2 separate regions of the Sus scrofa genome follow, and region 1 is linked to region 2. A link is a contact called in public HiChIP or PLAC-seq data. All regions are on one chromosome and are shown on one strand. Each heading gives the region's core, a stretch centred on a gene start, on an enhancer-like site or on the middle of the called end of the contact. The rest is flanking DNA. Distances are from core to core; before and after follow the strand shown.

What was found. HiChIP or PLAC-seq counts read pairs in DNA pulled down with a chosen protein or histone mark.
Region 1: a contact with region 2 is called in an H3K27ac HiChIP or PLAC-seq map of alveolar macrophages. The contact joins two enhancer-like sites. A contact is called at or near these places in 1 of 47 Hi-C or Micro-C datasets (skeletal muscle) and 1 of 2 datasets of contacts at active chromatin or transcription factors (alveolar macrophages).

What each region holds. Positions count from the first base shown.
Region 1 is chr1:252,767,330-252,770,029 of Sscrofa11.1, reverse strand. No RefSeq gene overlaps it. Among named protein-coding and RNA genes, the nearest start is that of UGCG, 120 kb to the right of the region's middle. Within about 2 kb of position 1,374, at least 33 of the 83 cell types and tissues checked have an H3K27ac peak or open chromatin away from gene starts, as enhancers often do. A contact at or near this core is called in alveolar macrophages, where this site is marked.
Region 2 is chr1:252,511,891-252,514,590 of Sscrofa11.1, reverse strand. The region is part of intron 15 of C1H9orf84; the gene reads left to right. Among named protein-coding and RNA genes, the nearest start is that of C1H9orf84, 42 kb to the left of the region's middle. Within about 2 kb of position 1,435, at least 1 of the 83 cell types and tissues checked has an H3K27ac peak or open chromatin away from gene starts, as enhancers often do. A contact at or near this core is called in alveolar macrophages, where this site is marked.

The DNA.
Region 1 (2,700 bases), core at 125-2,624, 260 kb before region 2:
GGGCCGCACCCGAGGCATATGGAGGTTCCCAGCTAGGGGTCGTCGAATCAGAGCTGTAGACGCTGGCCTACGCCACAGCCGCCACAGCAACGTGAGATCCGAGCTGCATCTGCGACCTATACCGCAGCTCAGGGCAACGCCGGATCTTCAACCCATTCAGCAAGGCCAGGGATCGAACCCTCAATCTCATGGTTCCTAGTTGGATTCATTAACTACTGAGCCACGACGGGAACTCCCCTAATTATTTCTGTGAATATATTTTCATTTCCTTTGAGTAGGTTCTCGGGGGTGAAATCTATGGTACGATTTACGGTAAATTTTCTGTTAGGCTTTTTTTGTTTGTTTGCAAAAACACAAGTAGCACAATAAGTCATTTCCCCAGATATGATTGGTCTTTCTATTTCTTTCCATTTCCCTCTTTTCCGAATGGAGAAAAATGTCCTTTTTATAATCAAATATATCAATACAGGGTTGTTGCTTTAGGTTAGACTCTTTGCAATGGGGAACTCAGTGCTTTTAATTTAATTTGTTTTAGTAGAGATAATTCATATAACACAAAATTCACCATTTAAAAAGGTACAGTTCTGGAGTTCCCGTCGTGGCTCAGGGGAAACAAATCTGACTAGCATCCATGAAGATGCCGATTGGATCCCTGGCCTCACTCAGTGGGTTAAGGATCTGGCCTTGCCCTGAGCTGTGGTGTGGGTCACAGATGCAGCTTGGATCTGGCATTGCTATGGCTGTGGTGTAGGTCCTCGGCTATAGCTCCGATTCGACCCCTAGCCTGGGAACCTCCATATGCCGCAGGTGTGGCCCTGAAAAGTAAAAAATAAAAATAAATAAGTACAGGTCCATGATTCTTAGACTGTTCACTATGTCGTGTCACCATCACACCACCTAATTCCAGAGTATTTCCATCACCCCAAAAGAGCCCCTACCTATTTATTAGCTATCAGTCCCAATTCCTCTCTCATCCCACCCCCTGAGAAGTGCTAATCTACTTTCTATACATCTGGGTTTGCCTATTCTAGAAATTTCATAAATATGGAACCATACAATATGTGGTCTTCTGTGTTTTGCCTCTGTCACTTAGTCTAATATGTTTGGCTTAAAAAAAAAAAAGCAAAAAACACCTTATAAGGTGTTCCTGCTGTGCAGGTGCAGTGGGTCAAGGGTCTGGCATCGCTGCAGCTGTGGCATAGGTCAAAGCTTCGGCTCGGGTTTGATTCCTGTCCCAGGAATTTCCATTTGCTGGGGGTGTGGCCAAAAAGTCACCTTGTACCCTTCTGCATTCCCATCAGCAGTATATGACGGTTCCAGTTCCTCTGGAGAGTACGCTAATGATGACCATTCTGTTATTATCATGAAATTGAAACAGAAGGGATGTGCCTGGCTCAGCAGCAAACACACCCCTCTGAGCTGTGTCCCTGTGGCAGGGAGCAGGAACAACAGGCTGGGGGAAGGAGACTCATCCTATGTCAACAGCAACTTTGTTCTGGGCTTTCTAGAGAAGCCGACATGCTGCCAACTCATTTTTTCAGGAACTGCTTCTTTAGGGAAGCCTGTTTGGCTCTTCCCACATTCTGGACTGAAGTAGGGAAAGAAATGGGACAGAGGCTAATTTAGGAGATTTAAAAAGACAACATGAAATAACATCACTCGCCAGGGTGCCTTTTCCTTTCTTTTCTTCCTCCTGGAAATACCCAACTAAGTTTGCAAAAGTGGTTTTTGTGATTACTTGATTATAGGAGCTCATCTGAAAAGAGAAACCTCGCCGTTCTGAGAACCACAGCTCAACCCCACTCCACGGCTCTTGTGCAACCTGCCAGGCACATCCCAGGAGAATGGTGGCAGCACAGAGTCGCAGGAAGAACTCTGAGTTAGCAGCCAGATTGCGTTTGGGGACTGATTTCAAAAGGCACCTTGGAAAGTTACTTCACTCAATGTCATTGCTGCTAAAGTCAGTTCTGATAGGTGCTGGAAGAACAAATATAACACAGCAGAGGGAGGAAAGGTATTAAAAACTGTGGTTTGTTACAGGAAAACAGAAAAACACACACACACCACAAAAAGGCATGCCAAAATGTAGGTCTTCTGTTCCGTGCCTTAGGGCACAGAGAGTTGGATGGGTTTCCTTACACGATGAAAGAACAAATATCTCTGATGCGAAAACACAGTGACAGTGTCCCTTCTCAAAAACTCACAGGGACAAAACTCACATCCCCTTCTCAGCTATTGGCTATTGCATATCAGCTGTTGAGGGTGTTTCTTTTTTCTTTTTTCTTTTTCAGCTGAACCCTTGGCATATGGAGGTTCCCAGGTTAGGGGTCGAATAGGAGCTGCAGCTGTTGGCCTACGCCACAGCCACAGCAAGGTCAGATCCAAGCAGAGTCTGTGATCTACACCACAACTGATGGCAATGTCAGATCCCCCACCCACTGAGCGAGGCCAGGGATTGAACCTGCATCCTCGTGGATACTAGGACTTTTTCTCAGCTGCACAATGCGAACTGCGGGCTGGCCCTTCTTATATCACTATTTCTCTCTCTTATGTATTCTTTAGGCTTGGGCATAAAAAGCAGTTTGAGAATATGCTCAATAACCCAGTGCAATTCCCAACATGTGGGATAAAAATAATTATTCAGAAGGCTACTTTCTTAGTAAAAGAAATGGGGCTTAGAAGGAGGCTTGGTCTTCTCTC
Region 2 (2,700 bases), core at 186-2,685:
GATAAAATTTTGTATTTAACTTGAAATTATGAAATAGTTTTTATTTCAGTATACTATTTGGTCCTTTGAGAAGTTTTCACCTTAAGTAAGTTAACAGGACAGAATCAGACCCAGAGAAAGTATCATTTGTATCATTATTCATATGTCTTGAGTTTTAAAAATACTTTAATTTTATTATACACAGTGTTCTATGGATTAGTCCTTCAAATCTCAAAAATTTTGTATTCTACTTAAAAGTTCATGAACATATACCCACAATAAAACTATAATAATTAATTTTTAGATATTGAGCCAGAATCTGATACAATTCTTTTTTTAAAAAAGCAGTTCATTCATTCCTTGGATTATATTGGAAATTTTTGCCCACTCTCCCTCAAGCATTGAAAGAAGTTTGCATGGGAGTTCTCTTGTAGTATAGTGGGTTAAGGATCCAGTGTTGTCACTGCAGTGGCTTGGGTTTGATCCCTGGCCCAGGAACTTCCATGTGCTGCAGGCATGGCAAAAAAAAAAAAAAAAAAAAAAAAAAAAAAAAAAAAAAAAAATTTCATAAATAAAGATTTAAGAGAAAATACTTTTTAAAATCTTTTAAAGCAGAAAAGCATCTGAAATGCTTTACACTAAATATGCAAATAAATTTGGCCTTTTTCTTCGTTTTTCTCTCTCTCCCTCCTACTCTATGGTTACTTGGGTAACTTGCTTAAGTCTTTAAAGTGTATTAAACCAATTAGTAAGAAATTTAGAAGTGGGGAGTTATGTCGGCATCATGACAGGATGAGATGCTCTCTTTGTCTCTCCCCTTCAATCTACAACCAGTAAAACATCCACAACTCAACAAAAGTGCCTCTGCCCAACACACCAGAACACTGGAGCATTCTACACATCTATACATCTCAAGGTGGGTGGAATGGAATACATAGAAGAGGTAGAACTTGGGGATCAGCATAGTCAGTCACTGCAGTTCTAGCCCCTGGGCTGTGGCAGCTGAGCCCACAGACCCAGAGAACCCAATAGCAGCAAGGGTGGTAGCACACATGACCCCAGCCTCCCACTTGCAATGGAGCCAGCAGCCACAAATAACTGGGCAGTAGTGGCAACAAAAGCCTGTTACACACTCCAGCTGCAGAGGGGCCCGCAACTCTGGCTACCCACCCTCCAGCTGCAGTAGGCGAGCCCAGAAACCTGACAAGACCAGACCAGGCAGAGGTGCACGTGATCCTACGTCCTACCCCCTGCTGTCCTCCCCACCACAGTGACAGAGCCTGTGACTAAGGGGATCCCAGATGAGGCCACCAACTTGGTACCTCAGGCAGTGACACCAGTGATTCCAGCAACAGCAAGGCACCAACAACCCTGGAGGCACAAGCAGTGATAACTTATGCCCTGGGTGACAGTTCTGACAGAGACTTTGCGGGGCAGAAAGTGCCAATACAACCAGAGGCAGCCCAGGTAACAGGAACCAAAAACTTGTTCTATGGTGCCACCTACTGGAAAATAAAAGAAAGGCCTCTAATTTGTGAATTGTTCATTAGAATCAAGTAAAAACAATTATTTTTACCTAAAGAAGAAAGTTGTTCACTACTTCAAATGTGCCAGCTGAGGAACAACTTATCAAGCATCATGAAGAACTACAGTAACACTGAATCACAAAAACGAAATGACAGTTCACCAGAAACCAAACTTAAAGTCATGGAATATTGCAGTCTGACTGATAGAGAATTCAACATAGCTGTCATGAAGAAATTCAACAAGGCACAAGAAAACTCAAAGAGGAAGTTATATGAGCTCAGGAATAAAATTAATGAACAGAAGAACAAAGAGCCTGAAACTAAAAAAGAACCAAATTCTGGAGCTGAGGAACTCAATAAATGAGATGAAGATAGCATTAGAAAGCATTGAAAATAGAGCATATCATATAGAAGAGAGAATTAGTGAGCTCAAAGATAAAAATCTAGAAATGATACAGGTAGAAAAGAGAAAAGAATTAAGACCTTAAAAAAAGGGAGTTCCTGGAGTTCCCATCGTGGTGCAGCGGAAACAAATCCAACTAGGGACCATGAGGTTACAGGTTCAATCCCTGGCCTCACTCAGTGGGTTAAAGATCCGGCTTTGCCTTGAGCTGTGGTGCAGGTTGCAGACATGGCTCGGATCTGATGCGGCTGTGGCTGTAGCTGTGGTGTAGGCCAGCAGCTATAGCTTCAATTTGACTGCTAGCCTGGGAACCTCCACATGCCGCAAGTGCAGTCCTAAAAAAGCAAAAAAAAAAAAAAAAAAAAAAAAAAAAAGATCTTAAAAAAGAGAAAATTCTATGAAAGCTATCTGACTCTTTTAGGAAGAGCAACATTAGAGTAAAGGTTATCCCAGAAGGAGATGAAACAGAGAAGGTATCATAGAGTTTATTTAAAGAAATCATAGTTGAAAACTTCCCAAATCTGGAAAGGGAACAGGATATACAAGTCTTTGAAGCTAAGGAGAACACCAAATTACCTCAATGCAAAAAGATCTTCTCCATGACACTGTCAAAAGTCAATAAAAAAAGAATTTTAAATGCAGCCAGTGAAAAAAGGTTGGCAACCTACAAAGGAATATCTTTTAAGCTCTCAGCAGATTTCTCAGCAGAAATCTCATAGGCCAGGAGGAAGTAGAATGACATTCTCAAAATACTGAAAGACAAAAATGGTCATGCAAGAACACTAACAAAAT